Linked DNA regions of Mus musculus: all the other regions are linked to region 2. The links are chromatin contacts, called in public Hi-C maps. All regions are on one chromosome and are shown on one strand. The core of a region is the stretch at or near the end of the contact, and the rest is flanking DNA. Distances in the headings are between cores, read along the strand shown.

Region 1 (4,479 bases), core at 1,442-3,941, 190 kb before region 2:
TCCAAAAGAGAAGGCAACCTGTGCGTGAGAAGGGGTAAGGGGTGGACTGCAGAGGAGAGAGATGCTCTGGCTCAGATGGAGTCTCTGCAGCCTCAGATGGAGAGACACGTTTGCTAGGTACCAGTTTCCTAGAATGGATGTCACTTGTTACCTTCTGTTTCATTATAGTTTGGACAGAACTAGCTTCCTGGTGCACAATGGCTGGCTCCAACCCAAGGAAAGCTGCTCAAATTATGTTTGTTATAATCAAACGTTTGGTATGTGTCTCCATATTTCTCCTCTAATAGCAGGTGTTGGCTTTTGGGTTGGCCTCTGAGAGACTTCAAATGTGCAGATCTCTCTTCTCGTCAGGAAAGTGGAGAGTCTCAGACTGGTGACACCAAATGTCCCCAAAGCCTAGCTGCTGAGTGTATAGATTCACAATTCCATTTCATTTCATCAATCTCCAGGGCTTATTGAGTTACGTGTGCATTTCTTCTCTTCCAAGATATCATGTGCTCTTCCTGCGGTGTTCTTTTGCTGATGCAGGCCACCCAGGAGTCCCAGGAAAAAGCTTGCCTGTAATGACCTGGTGTGAGCAATGAAGGAAAGATCACACACACACACACACACACACACACACACACACACACACATACCAAGTTATAATTTTCCTTTCTTTTCAAAGGATTCTATCAAACAGGTTTAAAATAATGGAAAGTCTCCAGTCTCACTGCCTGCAGCCCCAGAAAAGTGACAGTCACCAGTGAGGTGATGTTGTATAGCTTGGGTACATTGTGAAATACTTGAAACACTTGGTTCTTCAACAACATGGACCAAACAACCAGCACTGTGGCTCACGGTTTAAATGAAATAGCTAAGAAATCAAAAGGCCAGCATATAGTCCAGGTGTCATCTATTGATGTCAGCGACTTTTCTGAGTCCCTTGCCTTTTTAATTCTACCGAGACGCAAGGAGACCATGATCAAGATGTAACTGGGAGTATGTGCAAAGAGCCTCATTGATAACTGATAGCACAGGAAGAAGTACCTAAAGACAACTGACATCAAACACCCCATCACACACCCCATGGGAGCTAGTTCCTAGTCACAGATGGATTTAATGGAAACTGCGAAGACGCTTACCCCATCTGATTGTTGGTTGGGTAAAACCCCACAGAAGGTGATGTGGTTTCACTTAATTGGGTGAAGGACCCATGACTCCATCACTTTCAGTAGACAAGAAAGCCTGACTCCTGGCACTTAGTAGGGTATTTTGGTATTGCCTGATCCTGAGTCTCTTTTTCACTTAGTAGGGTATTTTGGTATTGCCTGATCCTGAGTCTCTTTTTCACTTAGTAGGGTATTTTGGTATTGCCTGATCCTGAGTTTCTACTGGCCACGAAGAGGTTCAAGAAAGGAGGCACTCATGGTTGAGAGATGGCAGATTTTTATTGTTGCTGTTCTTTTCCTTAAGGCCTTTGCTGGAGAGGAATCTAACTCTGTTTGGGTTTTGAATGAAAACTGTGTCTGCAGCTGACATTAAGGTATGATTAGGCTATACAAATCTAACTGGTTTTGGATCCAGAATATAGATTGGTCCATCGTTAGTTTTTGCAGGTTTATTTTTTTATTTATTTTTTTTTTTTATTTGCTGGTGGTGTGCCACTTCAAGCCAATGCTGGAATAAAGAGAATCACAGTCTGTCCTTATTTCCCTGAAGGATCATTAGAATTCTGGTGCAATGTTTACATCTCCTTTCCTTAGTAAACCGGGTTACTTCCTCATCTGAACCCTGCAGGGGAGTCAGAAAGCCAACGTTTGAGATAACGTGGCAATGCATTTTAAGGAGAATCAGCTCCTAAGAAGTGGGAAGAAAATATATTACCGGACTTTGCAGAGGCAAACACGCCCCAGCAGGTTGGAGGAGGCTGCGGAAAGTAGGGTCCTGGAGGCTGCGGGTCCCCCTCCTGCTCTCCCACCGTGCAGATGTAGGTTGCTTGAAGCTGGGCCCCAGTCGCTGGTGCTCCCACGGGAGCCCGGGGCCCTCGCGCTCCCTCCAGGATGGGATAGGCTATGACAGCCCAGTTTGTGCGCCAGCATCCTTAATATTTCCTTCCTTTCAGAAGCAAATAGAGCGTTCCCTTATCTGAATGCTAATTTCCTAGTTAAAAACCCTCCCTTGCTGACAAGGGACTGAAAGAGTTTTAAATCACAGATGTAGAGTATCAAATGCAATAATGCTCTTGCAATAGTGCATTGAAGCCTCAATTAATTAACCCTTGGGCTAAGTAGGCAGGTACATGGCGGTGGCCGCAGGCGGTGGATGGATGAGATTTAAATGTGCATCTCATTTCCCCAGCACGGAGCATGCCGTTTGGTTCAGAAAGGAGTCATTTTGCACACTCGCCTCATTTACTCGCCTCTTTAATCCTCCTAATTCCACCTGAGATCGGGGGAGAATTGAAAAGGAAGGCCAGGAGCAGGAGCTGCGGGCCCGGCTTTTGTTGCGCCCGGTCCCTGGGGACTTCACTGCGCCGAGCCACACAGGGGCCCTAGCCTTCCCAGCCCTTCCCAGCGGGCGGGCGTTGGTGGGAGATCTGCAAGGCCAGAACAAGGGGGACCCGACGGGGTTTGCTGGTTTAGGGCGTGCCGGCAGTGTCGGAGGAGGAGGCCGGGGCCCCTACGACCCGCCGGGTGCGGGGCGGAATGCCGCGGCGCCCAGGAGTCCCTCGGCTCCAGGTTCGGGGACCGCCTCCCACCCACACCCCGCCTGGGTGCAGAGTAACTCTCCAGCTCATTTCTCTCCACGCGATTTACCATCTGTGAACTCGTCTTTAACCTAATAAAAATCATCTAGCTTTTGACTAACAAGAAAAGGAAACAGTGCTCATTGTGGGGTTTGGGGAAAATGGCTTCACTAATGTGCAGGATGAGAACGGAGTGATTTATAGGCGGTTTTAACTGTAGGCTATGATTAGGGGGCTGGTAGTAAGTGCATTAGATGTCTAAGTGTGGCAATAGAGTAAATAGGCGTTTTATTTATCGCAGTGCCAGGGGCCTCTTAGCGGAAGAGCGCTTCTCCAAATTGAAATATAGCAGAGTTTACACTCCTGATTAGGGTTTCAAGCGCAGAGCCCAAGGCTATCAGCTAAGCAGAAACAACGCTCGCTGACACCTAATTGTCACTGGATTAATGTGCAAACAGGGACAGCGAACAGCAACAACAAATAACCTAGTGTCAGAGCCGTTAGTGGCAGTGTCCACTCGCAGTGACTTGGGGCCAAATTGGAGTTTATATGTCAAAACAGGCTCGGATCAATGTGTCGGGTTCCTCCTGCACTGGGCGGATTGTGTGGCGGGTGTTGATCTATGTGTGTGTGCGCAGGCATATTATGTGCAGGGGAGTGGAGGGGAGCAGGCAGACGGAGGAGGTGAAATGCCTTTCCATTAATTTTTTTTCTGCTTTATGCTCCCGAATTCACAGCTATTAAGATAAATTTATGTGAATCAGGTCTTTCTCTCCAGGATCTTGTGACTTTCGCCTGTCTCCATATAAAATTTAATAACCCTGTTTGTGAATCAAATCATTCCCACAACAACTGATCCAATCTGGGTTGCCACCTGTCTGGCTTTGGACAGGAGCGACTGAGTTGGGCAGCTGGGTTCCAGCTTTTGGTGGGGGTTGATGGTTGGTGGCTTCCTGGTAGGTTCCGTTGCCCTGGGGTTTCCCAAAGCCCAGCTAGAACTGATTGATGCATGCATGCAATAGGGAAGGCAGATCCCGGTATTTCCAAGGCTTTTCTTATTGTTGTTGTTTTAATGACTGAAGTAGTGTTAGCCTTATTAAAAACAAAACAAACAGACAAACAAAAAAAAACACCGGAACTCATAAGCAAAGATGAGGAAGAGGCAAGCAGTTCTTGAGCTTGCTCATTTTTCGCTGCAATTAGCCACATAGGAAGGAGGAAAGCCACAAATACATGAGTTATGTTCCTAAATGTATTTCTAAAGTTCTTAAGTTTTATTGAGCATGAAAGTTGGTCTTTCTCTGTGTTAAGGACTGAAGAAGCCTATACAACTAGCTAGTAGCTCAATGGTGCAAAGGGGTATGATTTAAACTTGACATTTGCGATTTTTTTTTTTACCGTAAAATATTGCTTTCTTTATTTCAGGACTTTAGTTGAAAACCTCGTAATTCCCTTTAAGCTCCATTTGATTGTCAATTGCACAACTCTCTCTAAAGCTCAGGCTTATGATTTTCACATACACGTGATGGATGCTTTCTGTGCCTCACTATGATGTAGTGGCCACAGCGGCCACTTATCTCTCCTGCATCCCTGGAAGCGCTTTATGGTGAGGCTAGGAAAGTGTTGTGACCTGGCTGTAACCTCAAATCCGCACCCTTTTGCCATATTTAGACTTCTGTGCCACCCCGTTTAATATATTTTCAGAATGTGGTATTCTGTATATTTGGCTAACAGGATAAAATAAATTTCAA
Region 2 (4,054 bases), core at 1,080-3,579:
CAAGGCCATCTAATTCCCTACTGCTGCCACACTCCATGTTGGTACCTTGCAGCCACCCAAATGTGATGTAGAATACACAGATAGATAAATGCAAACTGTCCCAGAGGGCCTGGGACTGGATACGCGCAGCAGTATCTGTTGGCTGCTGAATTAATTACATACATTAGTGAGTGGTTTCCAGTTAAGGCATAGACAAGAACTAAAAGAAAGACAGATACAAAATTGGTGTGTGTGTGTGTGTGTGTGTGTAAAAGAAATTTCTGCCAATTAGCACAAAACTGAGCTCAGAATGTCTGAAAATCTGGGCAAAAAGGAAAAAAGGAAGATGTAGTGAGTCAAATGATTTTACTTGTGGTGGCTAAAAGAGCTTGGGCAGTGGCAGAAGGCCTGAGCACACTGTCTCTGGTGTGTGGTTTGCAGTTTCTATTACCTTCACAGCATTTTGCGTTGGTGACTCTGCTGCTGCTGTGTTTGTCCCCTCCTCTGCATTTCACAGCTCTGCTGTGTCACTTGGGATTGTAGTTCAGTGTGCCAGCCAGCTAGAGAAATGTATTTATTGAATTTAGCACCTGCTGTGTGGATCACGCAGATGGAGATTTAAGAGAAAGGTTTATGAAAGACAGGATTCTTGCCTCTTAACATGCTTATACTGCAGCTAAAGGGGTGGGAACAGCCCTTGTAAAGAACTCAAACCAAATTGTTTTCAAACAAATATACACAGAATGCAAGGGATCAATGTATTCCTGGAGAACTGCACAGGCAGGGGCAGCATTGGGAGTCTTTCCGTGGGAGCTAGGTTTTGAGACTGGATTTATACCTGGAGCTCTGCTCTGACAAGACTGAAGGATGTTCCAGAGCCAGCCATGAAGATGAGAACTGAACTAAGGGTCAGGAGAGGCCAAGAGCATCAAGTGAAGAACAGAACCAAGAAATGAGGACGCAATGGAGGCCATGCCTCAATTCCTTGGGGGTTGTAGGGGTGCTTCAACAGGAAGAGACTCTAGAACACAGTTCAGGGTGCCTTGTTCTATGCAAATTGTATCTTGGAAAATATGGTGGAGTCAAAAGTTGTCCCATGTCTGCTGTGTTTAGGCATTGTGCTGAATGCCACCCTCTATACACCTGTCACGTGACGTGGGCATTATTTCTTAGGGCTCTTCAAGGAGGTTGAGTGCCGGGGTCCTGTGTTCGCTAAAGGATAGAACTCCACATGTGAGATAGGTGGCTAGTCATTTGCTCTCAAATGACTGAGTCCATTAAGTGTGTAGCAAGAAAAAGGAGATGAACAAATAAATAGCAGGGAGCGGATAGATGACACCATCGAAACAGGTTCTTACAACACCCTGCACAAAGCACTGGAGAAGTCCCTCGGAGTCCCCCAGTCAGAGATTCTCTCTGTGGATGGGATTCTGCCATTTTGTTGCCAGTGTAGGCATACTTTTACACAACTTAAAAAACAAAAACCAAGCGTTTATTTCATACACTTCTGTGTATATTTGCAAGCCACAGTGAACTTGCAGAGGTCAAAGGACAACTTGCGAGAGCTGGTTCTTACACTCTACCACTTTTGAGTCCTGCAGATTGGTCTCAGGCCATCAGGCTAGGAGGAAAGGGCTGCTCCCCTCTAGGCCAAGAAGGTGCAATGCTGTACTGTTTTCTCCCTGTCTCAGGGGTAGGGGGCCAGCATGTCTCAGGACGGGGAGTCTTGCTGGACACTTGAAACAAACTTGCTAAAATTTAGGACAAGAGGAACCTCCTTACTCCCAGAGTCCTCTCTCCATAAACTCAAACATCACAAGACAATTTACATAAGTAACACTCTGGAAAGGGAAGGGACTATATGGAGAAAGGGAACCGGAAGAGGGGGCATGGATTGGAATGTAAAAAAAAAAATTAAATTAAAATTAAAAATTTCTTTTGACTGTCTGCATTATGGTATTTTATTTCATCAAACACAGATCTCTTTCTCCATTTGACAACAGACAGTGAAAACAAAAATTATCCTTGTTAATAGTTTCTAAGTCACACTGTCCATTAAGCAGCTAATCCTGTTCACTTTCTCAGGAACAGAAAGTTTCTTAACTCAGGCTATGGAGACTGAGAAAATAAAAGTGCAGCTTGTGTACAAATCCTGTCCAAGCACCAGGGAGAAGCAGCTGGTATAGGGCTTTGAGAGTCTCCAGCTCTAGGTACCAGCAGTCTAGATGCAAGGATTCCAGGTAAGAGTCGGGAGGCGAGGCGGGGTCGGGCTCTCCAGGTACGCATGCGCGCACTCTGGGCTCCACGCCCACTCCACCGCCCCTTCTGCGCCGGCGCGCCGCGCAGCCCCGCCTCTCCTTCCTGCGGCGCCTTAGGGACCATGGCCGATCCTCGCGTGAGGCAGATCAAGATCAAGACCGGAGTAGTGAGGCGGTAAGGAACGGCCGGCGGCTCCGCGGCTGACGCTCGCTCTTCCCTTCTCACCGCCGGGGAAGCCGGGCGGAGCGTAGGCCCGATGCGGGCGCGGCTTCCAGGCCTCGGCGGGCGGGATGCGAGGGGCCCGCACACGCCTAGGCTGGCGCTGGCAGGGAGCCGCCCTCGGCGCTGGCCCTGCCGCCCTCCGTGCAGGGCTCGGCGCGACCTCGGCGCTGGCCTGGCCGCCTTCCGTGCGAGGCTCGGAGGCGTCCTCCGCGCTCGTAGGCCGGGAGGAGGAGGAAGAGGAGGGCGACCTGTGCCTGGAGGGCCTCGGCCTGTGCGTGCGGGGCGCCGGCTCCCTGAACTTTGCAGTAGGGAGGCGGAGTCCGCCCTGGCCTGGCCTCAGGTGGACTGGACAGCGCTCAAGTTTAAGGGACGCTGAGATCATGGGCCTCACTCAGAATACACAATGGCGGGGCCCTGGCCTCTGACATGGCTCACTTCCAGAGTTTGGGAACTGGGGCTTGAACGTGAGCACCTCTGCAAACTTCTTCCCCGAAGCTCGCCCCGGAGCTGTGGGCTGCTGCCTCCCAGGAATAGGCCAGGCCAGTCTTGTGACTTGCCTTGACTCCCGACTGTACATATTGCAGTGCTCATTAGAACTAGTTTTGTTCAGACCCAAGCTGATCATACCGAAACATTCCAAGGGAAAAGATACACAGCCTCCTTACGAAGCAGATCGTTCTGCAGGGGAAATAGCTTTTTTTCCTGTTGCTCCATCTCTCCACCGTTTATTGATATTCCATCAGAGGGAGGTCAACCCATAGAGGAGAGAATCACTTTTAGAGATACTGCCCGAGTTTTAGTACTTCGAACGGTACTTTGGAAGCTTTTATTACAAAGGCAGCTAGGGTATGGTAGGGGGGCGGGGCGGGGGTGAAGGTGGGGGGGATAGACAGTCGGTTCTGAATTGTGCCTGACTTCAAATCTGGTTTTATGTATTCTGGAACATATTTCATCGTTGTACTGTGCCTCTTCTTACTGAATTTGGAAGATAGAGTCCAAATTCTCCCTGAATTCAGTTTTTGGAAGAAATACCTGCTACATTTTTGATACAGTGTGATTCAAATAAATAAGATACACCATATAGGTTTTGCTCAGTACATGTTTATGAGTGCAGTTTTCAGAATGTGGCTGAAGTCACACTTCAGGTTAGTAGCAGAGCAAGCAAATGAAACAAGGATCCTGGCTCCAGCTGGGATGCGGTGATAGAGCATTAGACTGTGTGATAACACAGGAGGGGAATATGAGATCTATAGCATACAGTAAGTAATCCGCGCTGTCCCTCAGCCCACACGTTTCTTCTCTTTTGCCAGACTTTCCTTGGCTGTGTCATTTCCTTTAGCATATTGTCTATTTTGCAGAAAAGAACCCGGAGGTATAAGAGACTGCTTTAAAGTAAATATCATGAGAAAACATTTCTAAATGTTTTCCCATTAATATGTTGTTGATTTTATCACCCTCTTGATCTATTCTATAAATTTATTTAGTTCAAGTAGTTATAGCCTAACCATACATATGCTAGAGAAACGTCCTTTAAGTAATTAAGAACTAGCTTGTGAGACATTGACAAATTCTCAGATGCCTACATAAACTGCAC
Region 3 (4,154 bases), core at 884-3,383, 220 kb before region 2:
CTCTGTCAGTCCCCTGCCTCCATGGGTCAGATGGAATTGTGGGAATGGTTAGCACTCACCTCTGGTCACATGGTATAAACAGCTACTTTATAGCAGTCAGAACTTCTGCCTCCTGAAAAAAAAAAATGCCACTATAGGACCTTGTTTAAGACCAAGTACTGAGGACCTGATAACACCCATCAAATTTAGCATATATTCACAATTAAGGTCTCTAATGATTGTTTACTAACCAGTATTCTTTTTTATAACTATAATTTTAAAATATGCTAATATATATAGCTTATTCAGAATTTAAATGATGAGTAACTTTGGGAAGTTTTTCTGCCTTCCACAGACCCAAAGAAGCCAATTGTCATCATGCTATGTTCCAATTAAATACGTTCTTTTTGAACTGTGAAGTGGGCGTGTCAGGACATCTGATCTCCTGGTCCCTGCTTTAAGGCACAGCTTCCAGCCTGCATACTGCCAGCCGGACACAGCCGCCTGTGTGTCTAAGGGGCAGTGGCATGGTTGCTAGGGTGCTTGCTTAGTGCTCTGCTCATTCTGCCGCTGCAGTCTAAGCAGACGCCCCGGCTTTCCTGTGCCTGATCTTTCAGGCAGAGAATTTTAAAACAGGATTTGAAAAACATGCCCAGGATACTGATTTTAATCTCTATAAACATACTGACATTTGTCTTTGCCTAGCCAGTGTTATTGTACATTAACTCTTTCCGTTGTTAATGGAAGAGAAATGAAGTGTGCCTTGGGGCTCTGCCGGCCTGACATTCAGATGGTGCTCTGTGTTCCCATTCAGGCATAATCTTCTCTGAGGTCCCAAGGCACAAGTGTTAAGTAAATAAAGGGACTAAGAAGACTGCTGTTGACATAATTATAGCCCTGTCAGATAGAGACCTCTGTTGAAATATTTGTTGAATGAATTACAAGTATGGTGACCAGATCTATGGGGAGAGTTGAGTAAATGAATGGAATATAGAGCCACTGTATCCTTGTGACTAGTTTAGCAAACTATAGAATTATCATTCTCCTATGAAGCTAAACCGCCTTTAAAGTTTAGACATGGAGGCTGGAGAAATGGCTCAGTAGTTAAGCGGGCTAACTGACTTTCCAGCGGTCTTGTGTTCAGTTTGTAGCATCTACCTAAGGTGACTCACAACTGGCTATGCCCTCAGCTTCAGGGGGCCCCAGCCCTCTTCTAGACTGTGTGGGCCTGCAGACACCCACACAGACACATAGGCATATTTCCTTTTAATTTAGACAAGATAAGTGCATTCATCTGTAGGGGTGATAAGAGATGAGGGAGTGGTATGTATTCTCACAAAGGGAAGAAGGAGGAGGTGCCCACAGTGCCTCACCTCTTGTGTGCCCATACAAAAATCAGATATATACATACATATATACATATATATAAATATATGTGTGTGTGTGTGTGTGTGTGTGTGTGTGTGTGTGTGTGTGTGTGTATACATACATATATATGGAGCTTATTTTTAAAAATGAAACAAAACTCCTTAGGAACATGGTTGTGATTTACACTCCTAAACTGGTTCACCTCTCTGTTGAAACTGTCTCTAATTCTTACAAGTTTCCAGCATGTTTGAGGCTATGCAGAAAATGGTTAGAAAGGTTGCTGACGCGCCTTGCTAACGCACCATTAGCTGGTGTTTTACTATGTGTTGTCAGAGCGCCGAGAATATTTTCAGCCAAGTGAGATGAGGATGGTTGTCTTGTTGTCGGTGAAGATCTCATTTCCATCGTTCTCTTTAGGCCAAACACGACTTGTTAGATTTTTAAAAAGAAAAAGAATCTAATGTGTTAGATAAGCTCTTGATGTCATTTTTTAAGACTCAAAAAAGAAATTACTTTTGATTTAAAGAGAATCTGCTTCCTGCTTAAGTGGCTAATATTTTAATTAAGTCGGGAGTGAAGTTTTTCTGAGTGTCTCCTGATAAACTCCCTCTTTTATGTTGATGGTAATTAAACAGATCCCTGAGGACCCCGCTGGCTCTGTGCGAGGCCCATGCTAATTGTCAGACATGAGACACTGACCAGTTGGTTTGCTCTTGAATAGTCCGCAGCATGCTGTCAGCTCGGCAGTTTTATTTGTATGTATTGTGAGCTGTTGTCAGGGCTAACTGGGTGCCATTGTGGCTGAAGATGTCGCGCAAATTGAGGCAGATGGCTCAGATTCAGACACGTGTCACCCAGAGAGGGGAAAGGGGATTGGCCCTGCAAAGTGGGGTCACAGCAGGTCACAGACCTGCTCCACACTTGTTAGTGTGTTCAGAAGCTCATGTACAGCAACTTTGTCTTTCTCCAATCATCCCTGCAATCAGACTCCCTCCCCTCAAAATGTGCAGGGGGCAATGGAGGCCTAGGAGGGGGTGCCAGCCCTCCTCTGAGGCTTGCAGTCCCCTGTGCATGCAGAGTGAAGTAGCGGGGTTGACAGAAGTCCGCTGTGCCTCCCTCCCTCCGGCAGCTTTCCAGTCGACTGCAGTGTTACAAGGCTCGTTTTGCTTTTAATTCCATGTAATTGGTAGCTTCTTCGTGTCTTGGAATTTAGTAATAGCACATTAGACCTCAAGTTGCCTCTATTATATCCTAAAGCAAAAAGAAGGATCTAATGTCCTGAATATTAAATGAGGCTACGGGGTGGCGCTCGGCTGTCATGTGACTTTGTTTCATGTCACCATTAACAGTAGAGATTGAATTTGAATATTTTACGTGAGCCACTGAGACTTAGGAAGAATTTTATAATGTATATAAAATTATCTAACTTCTTGCATCCTTTTCAGATATGAGGAATTAAAATTCCAAGCACTTTGAGAAAGGTAATAGTTCTTACTGTGTCTTAGAAATAAAACTATGGCAGTGCATTTGAAGCAGCCCTGTGCGTGGTGACACTTTAGCCGTCAGGACAAGGGGTGTTTCCTAAGTACAGCCTAATGGAGAGTGCCCACACGCTTCTGCCGCTCAGACTAATGAGGAGCATAGGCCTCCTTTGCGTGTTCCGTGTGTGAGATGCGCTCGGGTGGCCTGCCTGCATGTGGGAAGCACGGGCTGGGCAGCTGATTGGTTTTCTAAAGGATGCTTGGCTTTGGTGTGGAACGGTAAGGCTCCTTGAGTAAATCGCGTCATTAAGAAAAAGAGTTACTTTAAGCCTGTTTGAACGGATGCCGTCTGCTCCTCCTTTTCCCCTCTCAGGATAAAAGGTCTCTCTTATGTGTTTTTGCAGGTTTGCAGCTAGAACTGTGCACAGTGGGTCGCTGATGCTAGTCACAGTGGAACTGAAGGAAGGCTCCACAGCCCAGCTTATCATCAACACCGAGAAAACCGTGATTGGTTCTGTTCTGCTGCGGGAGCTGAAGCCTGTCCTGTCCCAGGGGTAACCTGCTTACATCTGGACTTCAGAATCTGGCACACAACAAAAGTGCCTGGCACCCACTGCTGCTGCCTTTCATTTATAATAATAGCCCTTCCATCTGGCAGCAGGAAGAGCGCACTCTCGACATTCTTGTCTCTGCTTTAGAATGCTGCTGTGTCTGTCATGTGTGCACTCCTCGCCCCTCCTCGCTTTGCTAACCAAAGAACATATATTTTACTGTCCATTTCCTCAGCTCCCCAGTCCGAGTAGCATTTTCTCTGCCCTCCGACTTCTTTTGACCTCATCTTCCTTCTGGGTTTTGAGAACAGTGGGTGTGAATCAGTGCTTGGCAATCGTCCTTCTTACAGCAGTAAGCAAAAATTAGCAAGGAACGTGTCCGCATGGCCTCTCAGCTTGGTATGTGAAAAGGAAATAGCATACTTTTTCAAAAATAAATAAATAAAAATGGCATCTCTGAAAATCCCATTCTTTGATTTTCCTGGTATTGTAATTGGTTATTGACAATTGTCATCATGAAATTACCCCTGAATAATCAGGTAAATAAAGGAGTATATGAATAGCATTTGCCTCTCCTAATCCTTACTGGCTGAACTTTCTTTGTTCCAAAATATTTCTGGTCACACTGTGGAGAAACTTCTCCCAACAAGGTGAGCTGTTTGCTTCTTGGAGATGGGTTCACTGAGCAGCCTGCTCGCCTTAAACCTGAGATCCTCCTGCCTCTGCTCCCCTGTGCTGGGAGGACAGGAATGCACGGCATAGCTCTCTAAACTAG

The links. Hi-C and Micro-C count contacts between places; a contact is called where the count stands out from the background.
Region 1: a contact with region 2 is called in a Hi-C map of the N1E-115 cell line, with 2.2 times the contacts expected there. The contact joins the enhancer-like site here to the promoter of Tbca in region 2. A contact is called at or near these places in 10 of 39 promoter capture datasets (the 3T3-L1 cell line, 3T3-L1-derived adipocytes, the HPC-7 cell line and 6 more), 2 of 484 Hi-C or Micro-C datasets (the N1E-115 cell line and nephron progenitors) and 4 of 115 datasets of contacts at active chromatin or transcription factors (embryonic limb bud, embryonic stem cells and fetal liver).
Region 3: a contact with region 2 is called in a Hi-C map of the N1E-115 cell line, with 4 times the contacts expected there. The contact joins the enhancer-like site here to the promoter of Tbca in region 2. A contact is called at or near these places in 5 of 39 promoter capture datasets (cranial neural crest, embryonic stem cells, frontonasal cranial neural crest and 2 more), 13 of 484 Hi-C or Micro-C datasets (the G1E-ER4 cell line, the HPC-5 cell line, the N1E-115 cell line and 8 more), 13 of 115 datasets of contacts at active chromatin or transcription factors (astrocytes, differentiating embryonic stem cells, embryonic forebrain and 6 more) and 1 of 9 other capture datasets (embryonic stem cells).

The regions. Positions count from the first base shown.
Region 1 is chr13:94,593,495-94,597,973 of GRCm38.p6, forward strand. No RefSeq gene overlaps it. Among named protein-coding and RNA genes, the nearest start is that of Gm32305, 100 kb to the right of the region's middle. Within about 2 kb of position 2,692, at least 15 of the 459 cell types and tissues checked have an H3K27ac peak or open chromatin away from gene starts, as enhancers often do. A contact at or near this core is called in the N1E-115 cell line, where this site is marked.
Region 2 is chr13:94,786,591-94,790,644 of GRCm38.p6, forward strand. It overlaps Tbca (tubulin cofactor A), which reads left to right and starts at 2,330. Exons shown (of 4, transcript NM_009321.3): 1 at 2,330-2,412. The coding sequence starts at 2,360.
Region 3 is chr13:94,562,373-94,566,526 of GRCm38.p6, forward strand. Ap3b1 (adaptor-related protein complex 3, beta 1 subunit) reads left to right here. Exons shown (of 27, transcript NM_009680.3): 27 at 3,233-3,944. The coding sequence ends at 3,386. Among named protein-coding and RNA genes, the nearest start is that of Gm32305, 130 kb to the right of the region's middle. Within about 2 kb of position 2,134, at least 18 of the 459 cell types and tissues checked have an H3K27ac peak or open chromatin away from gene starts, as enhancers often do. A contact at or near this core is called in the N1E-115 cell line, where this site is marked.